Regions from separate parts of the Ovis aries genome. Here region 2 is linked to region 1. The links are chromatin contacts, called in public Hi-C maps. All regions are on one chromosome and are shown on one strand. Each heading gives the region's core, a stretch centred on a gene start, on an enhancer-like site or on the middle of the called end of the contact. The rest is flanking DNA. Distances are from core to core; before and after follow the strand shown. Region 1 overlaps LOC132659902 (a long non-coding RNA gene). Region 2 overlaps ATG10 (autophagy related 10).

What was found. Hi-C and Micro-C count contacts between places; a contact is called where the count stands out from the background.
Region 2: a contact with region 1 is called in a Hi-C map of tail adipose tissue, with 4 times the contacts expected there. The contact joins two enhancer-like sites. A contact is called at or near these places in 4 of 16 Hi-C or Micro-C datasets (hypothalamus, skin fibroblasts and tail adipose tissue).

What each region holds. Positions count from the first base shown.
Region 1 is chr5:79,375,047-79,380,648 of ARS-UI_Ramb_v3.0, forward strand. The region is part of intron 1 of LOC132659902 (a long non-coding RNA gene); the gene reads left to right. Among named protein-coding and RNA genes, the nearest start is that of SSBP2, 98 kb to the left of the region's middle. Within about 2 kb of position 1,350, at least 52 of the 54 cell types and tissues checked have an H3K27ac peak or open chromatin away from gene starts, as enhancers often do. A contact at or near this core is called in hypothalamus and tail adipose tissue, where this site is marked.
Region 2 is chr5:79,671,504-79,677,461 of ARS-UI_Ramb_v3.0, forward strand. It overlaps ATG10 (autophagy related 10), which reads left to right. Exons shown (of 7, transcript XM_060415984.1): 4 at 1-72. Among named protein-coding and RNA genes, the nearest start is that of TRNAC-GCA, 81 kb to the left of the region's middle. Within about 2 kb of position 1,603, at least 39 of the 54 cell types and tissues checked have an H3K27ac peak or open chromatin away from gene starts, as enhancers often do. A contact at or near this core is called in hypothalamus and tail adipose tissue, where this site is marked.

The sequences.
Region 1 (5,602 bases), core at 100-2,599:
GCTTCCTAAAATATCCTTGGGTCTGATGCAATATCACTTTGTGATGGCACTGCATTGCGATGCGGTGACAGGCTAACCTGGTGGTGGAGTAGGAAGGCCTTTTGTGTCTTCATATGACCATGTCTGAGAGAGACCAAGTGAGCAGAGTGTTCCCAAAGGGCAATGGGGCACTTGAAAGACTGGTTAAGTTCTCTGATGAGGAAGGAATCGAGTTCCCAATTCCCCACTCCCACTACAGAGAACAACCACTTTTGGAGAGCTCAGTCAGGACAGGGAGACTCAGGCAGACCCCCAGGGCACCCTAAACTGCACCGGGAGCAGAGGAAGGGTTGTGCTAAAATCAACCTTCACCCTGAAGAAAGCAGGAAAAAACAAGATAGCTTGTCCCACAGCATGCCCTCTGGGCAAAGGAGCTGGGTTGGGGAATTGTAGAAGAGACAGGCCTAATCTGGAGAAAGCCACCAAGAACTACCAAGAGCTGGCAGCAAGGTCCAGGTTGGCCTAGGTCTCCAAATAAAAACAATTTGCCTAGCTCTAGGCCAGTCCTTGTTCTGCATCATGATATGAAATTTGAAATGTGAATTAAACCTTGCAAAGGAATGTAACTCTTTCCTCCCTCCCCCAGGCCATTCTATCTTTCTTAGAGAGGGTGAGGTGGGTCAGAGGAGGAAGGTGTAACATTTTTGCCCCTTTACCAAAACATGGAAAGTGTCCTCACCACCTCTCCCACCATCCCTGTGCCCACCCCACCCCCTCCCCAGTGCTAAGAGTGTTCAAAACTAAAAGCCGAAGCATCTTTTCAGCAAGTAATCAGCACAAGTTGAAAAGCACATGCTGTTGCATTTCTGATCAGATTGTATGTTAAGCAGGAAAATATCCACCCCCCCACTCTCCCCCACTTTTTTTTTTTTTTTTTTTTGGCTAAATGCTTGTCTGTTTAAAGAAGCCACCAGGCAGTGCCTCTCACTTTGTCTTGGCAGGGCACAACCATCAGACGAAGTGGGAGGAAGAAACATTAACTTCAACAGCTGTTTCTTGACCCCGGCTGTCAGTCTTCCCAAGAATAAATTTTGGAGAGTCCTATTTGAAACAAAGAGGGAGTTTTGGGGGAGAGAAAAGTTGGTTGATTCCAGGGCGGCCGCCTAAAGGAGCAGGGACCAAGATGCTGGCAGTTACCATGCAGCCTGCCAGCCTCTGCCGGGTGTAGGGGTGGAGCAAAGTAACTTGAAAGCTCCCCTCTCGGCGCCCTGTGCCTGCAGCTTCCCCCCCTAACGCGCGCCCAGATCCAGCGCCGGTGGTAAGAGCCGTAGCTCGACTACAGTAATTCCCCAGCTCGGGCGGCTTGAAACTGCTCGGGCTGAATAGCATTTGCTGTTCCGTCCGGCGGCCGCCTCCCGCCGCAGCTGCCGCGCTCCCTGCAAAGCAGCTCTCATTATCCCGGAAGTTGTGCTGACACTGTCTCGCTGCCACCAGAAGTTTGTCAACATCAAACTTCTCCTGTGTGGGGTACGTTCACCTTCCACGAGTATTTAATCGAGCCAACAAGCAAACAAACAAACCCAAATAAACCTGCCCGTGATGTCATGGTCTTTTTTTTTTTTTTTTTGGCTTTTGCTTTCCTGGAAGGCTGGGGCTGGTAGGAATTTGCTGGTGGGCGCTCAGAGCGCCGGTAGGTTTTAGGGGGGCTGGCGATCAGGGACCCCCCCGACCCAGGGTGAGGAGTAGGGAAGGGATTGGGATGGTGTGGGGAAGACTGGGGCTGGGAGGCGGGGGCCGGGGCCGGGGCAGGCGGATGGGTCCTGCAAAGTCTTGGCTGCGGTGGGTTTGGAGGATGCCCTGTCATGGGGCGAAGGTTGTTGCTTGGCGGCCCCGACCCCGCAGCAAAGGTTACCTGGACCAGGTGGCCAGGCGTGTATAACCGCGGGGGTTTTCTTCACTCCCACTGCACTCTGTACGCCTGCAGGACGTTTCTACAAACACCCCTTGGGGTCTTTGGGAATAAAGGGCATTAGGGTCATAAATGTATTTTTGAGGCTTCAGCTGCAACATCAAAGAAATCCTTGAGATCTGAGGGCAGCACCTTTTCAGCTACCTTGATAAAACCGTTTGGTCTAAACTTAACTCCTTTCCCTAAGCCAGGTCTCCAGGTTTAGTTTGAGTTGCTCCTGGGTTTGGGTGTTTGTGGTTTCCAGTTGCTCTCCCGCTGAGACACTCCTGGCTCTGTCGCCGGGTGGAGGGGGGAGAGGAGGAAGAGGAGGATTGTGATTAACCCTTTCCGCCCCGTGCTTTTATCCGGGTACAGTCAATCCTACTCAGACTGGAGAGGACAAGGCCTGACTTGCCGAGTTTTGGCACTCATGAATTAGCACCCCTTGAGGGCTATGGGTTTTGGGGGAGGAGCTGGAACCTCGGACACTGATATTAACTTTATGTCTAGTTTGGGGAGGCCACACTCCTCCCCAACTAGATATAAAGACAGGGGAGATCCCAGGGAGGGTGCTGCTGTATGTCAAGTCAAGTCAGGTGTGGGCAACTGAGGGGGTTCAAAATCCCTAAAGCAAGCGGCAGCCCAAAGCCTGCCCTCTTGAATTGGAAATCTGTCCACTTGTGGATGCAGCAAAATTTTTCTGTATTCTTCAATAATAAGTCAGAGTGGATAAATACCTCTATAAAGAATATTACCCATTATCCAGTATGGTATTGCAGAGACGCTGATTTAATCCATTTAGGGAGGCAGGTACTCGATTTACTCTTGCTGGTAGACTGTTATTAACCACGTTTTTAGAAAAATTATATCTACAGTCACCTATGTTTGATAACAAGAAGCAAGACGATCTCTCTTATTTTCCAAACGACCCTAAACAGGAAAATTGTGCTAGTCCCAAAGGGCTAACTTACCTTAAACACAAAACAAAAACAAAAAGCTAAAAATAAAACCTAAAGAACTGAGGTGTTTCTCTGGCACTGGAAGTTACTTTTGACAAACACAAATCAAACTGATTCAAATACATTTCTAGAGCAGCCAGCCCTAAAAAAAATTAAAAAATAAAAGCCACACACAAAGAAGTGTGTATTCTTAAAAGTTTCGCTATTCACTACAGTGAATTTTCCTTGTTGGTCTTGCCTCAAAAGTCTCCCTGAATTATTCAGACTTATTTTCTTTGGGTGGTACTTTAATTTTTATTTATTTATTTTCTTACAATCCACAAAGTACTACTCAACATTGTTGTACCTCAGTGTGGACATGAATCAAGAAGGACGTGTGGAGGATTCCATTTCCAACTCCATGTGCATGAATTTTTTGCCCTGGCTGTTAATCTGTCATGGTGTAAAAAGCCTGATTTACAAAGGCTGGAGGACTTTTTTGCAGAGCAAGGTTTTGTATGGTTTCTATGGCTGGGCTTATATACAAATAAAACTATTTTGCATTTCTGTCCACAATTTCCTAGTTGCACAAGGATAATTTTCAGAGTTTTCAGCTTCTAGTCCCTGAATGGGAGCGGCAAGCATGAGGAAACAATTTCTTTTTACAGTGATGTGAGCTCAATGCTCTTCTGGATTTAGTTACTTCATAAGGTAAATATCACTAAATGTGCGCTGAGATCTTTGGGGATCTAAGGTGGTGGATGGGTGAAAACTGTCTACTGTGAAATGCTAAAGAATGTTAAACAACAGAATTCGTTTACAGAGCTAATTGGGTCAACTATGGTACTCTTTTAAAGTGGAAATTAATTCGAACATTTGAAAAAAAAGTACTCTCAGTTTACTTTTGGTTACATTTAGGTTATTTTAGTCACTATGATTTTTAGAATTTTACCCCAGGAATTCAATTAAAATAGACCCTTCCAAAAAATGTACATTATCCAATGAATAACATCCTCTAGTGAAAATGTAGGTTTTAAACTTCATGCTAATTACATTTTTAAATAATGAAGTTCTTGTAATTATTTTTATTTAAAGGCATAATATCTGATAGACAATTGCCAAAGCTAACCAAACTGCTTTTAAAATTAATGAATATTAATGAAGTTCACGAATAGCACAATACTGCCCCTGCCTGCCTCAGGAAAACAAATGTATTGACTTCATTCTCCTAAAATAACAACCCTCAGTTATTGATGGTTAAAATAATTCTTATTGCTAAAAAGATTGTATATAATGCAATTTTTACAATTCATAAGACTTGGCCCTGTTTACTGGACTTCACTGGATCTCTTTCCAAAAGCTAAGCATATTTTATCTTTTTACCTATCTGAATGTTATTTTTTAGATTAAATTGCCACCTCAAGACATTTTGTTTTCATTTTTCTAAGTTCCCCTCCTCTGTCATATAAGTGGCTCTCATGAATGACTCAGGATTTTCAAGTCTTCATTTACATTTGCTACATAGATAATGGCATCATTAGTTAGCACCTCCATTCATCTAAATTTGTCTTAAGCATAGTGGAAGCTGCCCATGACATTTTCCAATGAAAGAGACAAATGGATGTCAATCAACTGACCCTACCCATTTCAACCTTATTTTGTATGGTGTGTACATGTTTGTTTATATTTCTACCGTTAAAATAGGCTATTTTTTGATCTGGACATCTGCCTGTTAAGGTAGGTTTCCCAGGCAGATCACTGTTGGCATTAGACTAAATTTGGAAATTTTAACACCAAATGAATGACAAAAGAAGAGAAACAGGATATAAAATTAATTATGGCAGAATCCATTCCCTAAAGATAAATAATTTTTGATGCTCTAAATTTCAAGATTCCACAGTTTTACTTCAAATGAATTTATAATGAGAAAGGCAAAATCATTTCAAGTAAGCCAGCAAATTTGGGTCAAAATGAAAGCAGTTCTGAGAGAGAAAGATGTTCCTGCTTCCCATAGGGCTGGTTGTAATTTTCTATTAACAAAAATGTATATGTATTTATTTTCTATTAATATATGTGTGTATATAAAAATACACACACAATAGTATACTCTAGTGTCCTCCTTATTTCCCTTTGTTTTTAATAACCAGTCCAATCTCTAGTGCTATTTGGAAGGTGAATGCTTATTAGAACCTGATGCCAGTTTTAATCTGAGATTACTTTGCACTTGAAATCAATTGCTGTTTTATAATCTGTGACATGTTTTTACATGTTTAGAAGTGCTGCTGCTGCTGTAAAAAATTCTGTGTTGATATTATAATGAGTTTATGTGTTTAGCCAAAAAGTACGGTATGCTAAGATTAGACAGTAAAGATTCTAAAATCCTAAATGGGTTAGTAAACCGTTGGTAATAATTATAGTTTTATGGGTAAAAAATATTTCTAACAGCTTAATACTGCATTAAAGTGCATTTTTCCCTAAAGTTGTTATGGAATTTCTTTGTCCATAAGGAATATTTTTTAAAAGTTTACCATGTAAACTTATTTGATTTGGAAATGCATTGGAGTGAAGCTAATCTTTACACCCAGGACCACAGACTGCAATTTCACTTACCATTATCCATGGCAGGATGTTTAATTTTACTCCTGTGACCTAAAGAATTTTTAGTGACTTTTAAAAAGTGGAATGTGGAAAGTAGTTCCAGCTCATTGTGAACTTGGGAATTTGATAAATAATGCTC
Region 2 (5,958 bases), core at 353-2,852, 300 kb after region 1:
AATATGAGTATCATGTCTTATATTCCTGCAGCTACCAAGTGCCTGTGCTTTACTTTAGGGCAAGCTTTTTAGGTAAGACCATGTTGGAAGCTAAATGTAAATTCATAACATTTACATATAAGGCAGAAAGCAGATTTGGAAAATTATTCTTGAGAGAAAAAAAGAAAAGAGTTAAAAATAAGAAAACTGTGGGTGAGGTAAGGTTTTACCAGTAAATTTTCTCATGCTTTAGAAAGAATATCAAGACTTTAGAGTGAATGATATCATCTCAGCCCTAAGTCTGATCTGCAGATTCTTGGCCTCCTGCCCAGCGTTGACTAAGCCCCCTGGCCCTTTTTCTTTTCTTTACTTTAAACAAGTAGGAACAACTTAAAGCTACAATGTTTATTTACTTCTAACTTTACAGTGAAAATTTCTTTCAATCTCAAATGATCCCATTAACTCAAAAGTCCCCATGCCTCCTTCCCCAACACTAATTATTATTTTAGGAACTGTTTATCAGTCCATTTAAGCTATGTTTAAAAATAGCACTAACATTTCCTTCGGCCATCTATACATCTCCAGTGCCTCAGCTTCCTGCAGTGTTACTCAACTCATCCCCCTTGCCAAGAAGGTGGAACACCCTGTCTCCTCTGAGGTCTTGGCTAATAAAGCTTATTTAATCAGCGGCCACATGAAGTCCTCACCCTGCAGCACAGCCAGGGCTCCCCGCTTCACGTCCTCTGACTAAACCAGGTCAGCGTTTTGAGGCCTCTCCACCCTGGGCTCAGAAGTCAAGAGGAACCACCTCCCCAGCCCACCCCTACCCCATTTCTCTTTTTCTCTCTGGACTTATCAGCAGCATTTTGCATTTTGGACAGCCTTCTAACCTTTTCTGGATAGCTAAGACATCTGAATTTAGCCAGTGATATTTTATTTTTAATTAAAAAGTAGCTTAAGCTGCTTTGAATGTGTATTTGGTAGATTTAATCACTTGCTGCCTTATATTGTTTAATGGTCTCTAATTTTGCAGTGTTGGCGGTTTAACAAGCACTTAGGATTTAAAACACAAGAACAAATTCTCATAGACTCCCTGGTGAGAAGATTTTAATCTGAGGTGCAGCTCCTAAGAACTGACAATTTGGGGTAAATTTTCAACATGGGACATGGGGAATTAAGGACACTGAGTTTACTAATTCACAAACTCTTGCTGCAGATTAATCCATATGATTATTATAGGCCTTTAAAATACTCACTTTATTGTGATTCTACTTGGTTTGGAGCCCAGAGGTTAAAGGAAGCTTCTTGTCAGTGAGCTGTGTTATACTGAAAAATAGAAGGGGTTACATTTATTTACTGGAGGGGAGAAAAATGTCCTTCTCGGTTTTGGTTTGCAAGGACTCTACCCAGTAGCTTCTGGATTCATGTCGAGGCTGCAGGTAAAGGAAACAGGATACCATTTCTTCAATACTGTACTTTCATGTAATTAGTATTCACCATAAGCAGTTAATCACCAGAGAAGAGCTCCCAGAGACAAAACAAGTTGTTTAGCTTGTCAGCGTTAGGGAATCGGAGGTGTTGAAACATGACTGCTTCTAGCTGGAAGTGGGTCTTGCTGAGGCTGGTGGATGAGCTCATACGTGTGCTTTGCTCTTATGTGCCAACAGCTCCCCTTACAGTACAGCACAGTAATTGTTCCTGCAAGTTCAATTATATTTTAATGAAATTTGTATACTTTCTACGCTCTTTTCTTCATGGTGGTTTTCTGTTTCTTAAAAAAAACACACAAAATAACTAGCCTTTTTTGATTCTATTTATATATTTTAAGATGCTCTTTGTTTATGCTTTTATAAAGGAAACACAAACAAGTCATTTACTTTGTGTCGAAGCATTTCTTATTCTTCACCCTCCCCATTCTGTGTTGTATAGAATTAGCGTTAGGAATTTTTAAATTCTGGAATTCACTTAGTGATTTTTCAGGTGCATTAGAATATCAGATTTAATATTTGCAAAGCATACTGAGTGTTTTCTTGTGGAGAAACATGAAGAATGGTTCTTTCCTTTATCAGAGTCTGATAATTTCTTTTCCTTTCTCTACCTAACTTAACCTAACAGGTGTTCTGAAAATGTATTATCCTTTACTCTGGAGTCATAATTTTTCCTTTTTTCCCCTCAGTCCATTCCCTGTTCATATGTTATGTGGTTACTCTGGCCTTTCATCTGTTAAACAAATCTCTGTTAGTGTGGTGAATTGAATTCCTAACATCTTCTTCTTATTCCAGGTCCAGATTTTTCTTTGTCTCATTCTAAGAGAATTCCGACCTAGAAACAGGATGGCTATAAAATTTCTTGCTCAGGGGTCTTTTTTTGTTATTGTTGCTTCAAAAATAGTTCACTCAGCCTTGTTTTTGACAGGTATTTAGAATTTTTTTTTTTTTTTTTTTTTTGCATTTGAGTCTTAGTAAAAATTAGTTTCTCTGCTTTGCTCTGAATTTTATTCTAGTACCTTTTTTTTTTAGGTAAAGCAAGTAGTAAGTAATTCCTATTTAAATTGATATTACCTTTTCTTTTATCAACTAGCTTAGATGTAAGAGGAAATCTTTATTCTGTTTCTTAAAGTACAACTACATTGGACTGTGATCACCTCTTACTCCTTGATATGTCCAGTGTCTGCCAGGCCAACTATTGCCCAAGACTCAGCTAACATGCCATTTGTTGTTATCACCCCTGTGTCATATTATATCACATTATATCATATATCACATGTTGCATGATATCAGAAAATTATTTGTTTACTTGTTCCCTATAAAATGATAATCTAGAAGGGAGGAGGTTAAGGTAAAAAGAGAGAGAAAGGCAATTAATAGTGAGTACTTCAGCCTACAGAGTGATAAGCTTTACTCATAGATGTGTGTGGGTGTGTAATACTTATATTACATATATATTCTTTGTCTTACTCATTTTAATGCCCATAGTATTAACTGTGGCACAATGTCAGCAACTATTGAATGAACCTAGAGGAGGAATTTCTAACCATTTCTGCATACAGTTCAAAGATGGAAACCTCGAAACCTTATGATGGTTTCTTATTTGAACTTTTCTGATGAGTTATATGCTGCTACTGCTGCTAAGTCACTTCAGTCGTGTCCAACTCTGTGCGACCCCATAGACGGCAGCCCACCAGGCTCCCCCATCCCTGGGATTCTCCAGGTAAGAACACTGGAGTGGGTTGCCATTTCTTTCTCCAATGCATGAAAGTGAAAAATGAAAGTGAAGTCGCTCAGTCGTGTCCGACTCTTAGCAACCCCATGGACTGCGGCCCACCAGGCTCCTCCATCCATGGGATTTTCCAGACAAGAGTGCTGGAGTGGGGTGCCATTGCCTTCTCCAAATGAGTTATATGGAAGGGAGTAATTCTTTTGTCTCCAGGAAACTCAGAACCCAAGCCATCTCTATATCTTTACTCTTTAGTTTGTTGCTTCCTAGAGACTGTAGGAATGGTTGGCTAAGGAAAGTGGAAAGTCCTGAGGACTCAAAGCTGAGCATTTCCGCTAGCTGGGGAGCTGTTCTGCTTCTGTAAACACATATTTGCGTTGGATCCCTGAAGGCATACAGCCAAGGTGGTGCAAAATTCTGTTTCTGGGCACCTCTCGTTTCTACTACTTGGGCTTATAGGAGCTCAGTTGCTGAGGGTTTGATTAATTTAAGAGAGAAAATGTCCTTCCCAGTGCTCTTTTTTCCCTATCCACTCTTGCCATTTTAGGTTTGGGAGAGGTGGTGGGGCACGCTTAATACCATTTGCTCCTCAGCAGTGGGTGAGAGGTCATTGCACTTCTCTCAGGCATTGATACTAATAAATAGCCTACCCTAAAATGGTGCTTTATTGACTATGAAGTCCATTCTCACAAAGCACTGATATCTTCAAGTGGCTGTTTTTTTCCTCCAACTATTTTTAAAGCACACTGTGTTAAAGAATTATTTGTATTGTGCAAAAGGCTTCTAAGTACTGTTCATCATTCCAACACCTTTTTATGTCCCAGTTTTCCCTTTGTGGGGGCTTGGCTTTGGTCAGAAGTTGATAGCAAGTGTTAGAAATGTGTTGTAAATCTTGCGCATATACATAATAGCTTTGGGCTTCACCAGACTCCTAAGCTTACCTGGTTTTCCCTTTCATTACAACTACAGATTTCTATATTTATTTCAGCTTGAATTCTGATTAATTTCTTCCCTGTCTCTCTTCTTTTCCTTTGTTCTCAATCTCTGTTGAGAAGTAGACCAAGTGGTTCTTCTCATTTTCAGAATATTTATTTCTTTGGTGCTGACGTATGAGTTCTTCTTGGGAACCATTCTGACATATTTCTTTAATTAGTTAGAAGGGCAGCTTTTGAATAGGGAAGGAAACATTTCTTCCATTCAGCAACTGAATGTCTGTTCTTTCTCAGGATCTGTTTTATTATTGGTCTAGAGAGTAAGAGTAGAGAATTAAAAATGTAACCCAGATATTTCATATAGAAAATTTATCCACTTGTTATATGCCTAAACTATGTTCAAATAGTCAAAGAATAATTCACTCTTAAAAGCAGCATAACCAAACCAAGATAAAGGCCAGATCAAAAGAATAATGAAAAGATTGGAATTAGAGCAGTGTTTACATCATCAGCGAGGAGGAAGAAGAGGTTTGTCCCTGGTGTGGTATGAGAGGGAGTCTTTGGACTGTGTAGAAGAAAATAACAGGAAAACAGGAAAGATGAGGGTTGGAGGAAGCTGGAGAATAAAAATAAAATATCCATAGCTCTAATCAACAATTTTCAAGGAAACTGTACAGACTGGCTTTTCTGAAGAGGCTGGGAAAAGTACTAGGGAAAGGGAGGTGGATGAGTGCCAAGCTGTAGGGCTGGAAAGCATGGCCTGTTTGGGGAATAGTGAGAAGCTGGTTTGAGGAAAATCTCTACTTCAAACTGTGCAAGATGGTTGGAAAGATATGTTAAGGTCACATTATAGAAGAGATGATGGAATGGATTTGGAGGATATGAGAAAGAAATGAAGTGAGAAGTGAAAGAGATTGAGCAAAAGTGAATGAGATCAAGGGAGGGATTTTCTAGAACAGAAACTATGACTGAGTAAAACAGAAAGAATTAATGAAGGATGAGAAGAAATTATGAAGAATGAAATTTTGGGAAAAGGAATTTTGACTTTTTTAGTGTTATTGTTGCAATTTTTTTAAAAGAAAAATTTAAATCATCTCTTAGAGAAAATGAACTGGAAAGAACATATTTTCAGGAAAAAAAATTACCATTCCAGTAGAGTGAGAATTAAGGCTGCTTGTTAAACAGAAAAGATAGGTAGATTAGAGAAATTAAGGCAAAAATGATTCCAGTTAATCACCATCATGAGCAGAAAATAGAATATGACTTGGCAGATTTAGAGTCTTATTTGATTATAGAGAATTTTTAAGAATGTTCATAGTTATGCAATGGAACATGACTTTTAGTGCATTAAAAAGAGATTCTAGGGGTTGAAATGAAATTTGAAGAGCAAACAATGAAAGTTATTTTTCTTAAATACAAATAAAAATAAATTATTTAACTAATATAAATATATTCAAACTGAAAAGTTTAAATGACAGAGGGAATTTAATGAGGATTATTTGTTGAACCAGGTAAATGTTTGAAACATTATGGGGATTTAAAGTATAAGTAGGATGCTGGGGTAAAACACATGATGGGAATAGAATCCCACTGAAAAATCAGGTCTGATTTTAAAACATATTAAAGAAAGGTGAAACAAAACTAGAGGGACACCTAATTTGCTAAAAGGTTTATTCTAACCTATGTTAGTGCAAAGCATCATGTACACAAAGTAACAGATTTTATGTGGATTCAGAGGCCTGGAAGAAGACATGAAAAGGCAGATAAATTTATTTTCTTACCTGTAAAAAGCTATACTTCAGCTTTCCTGAACAAATAAATGTGTTGTGTC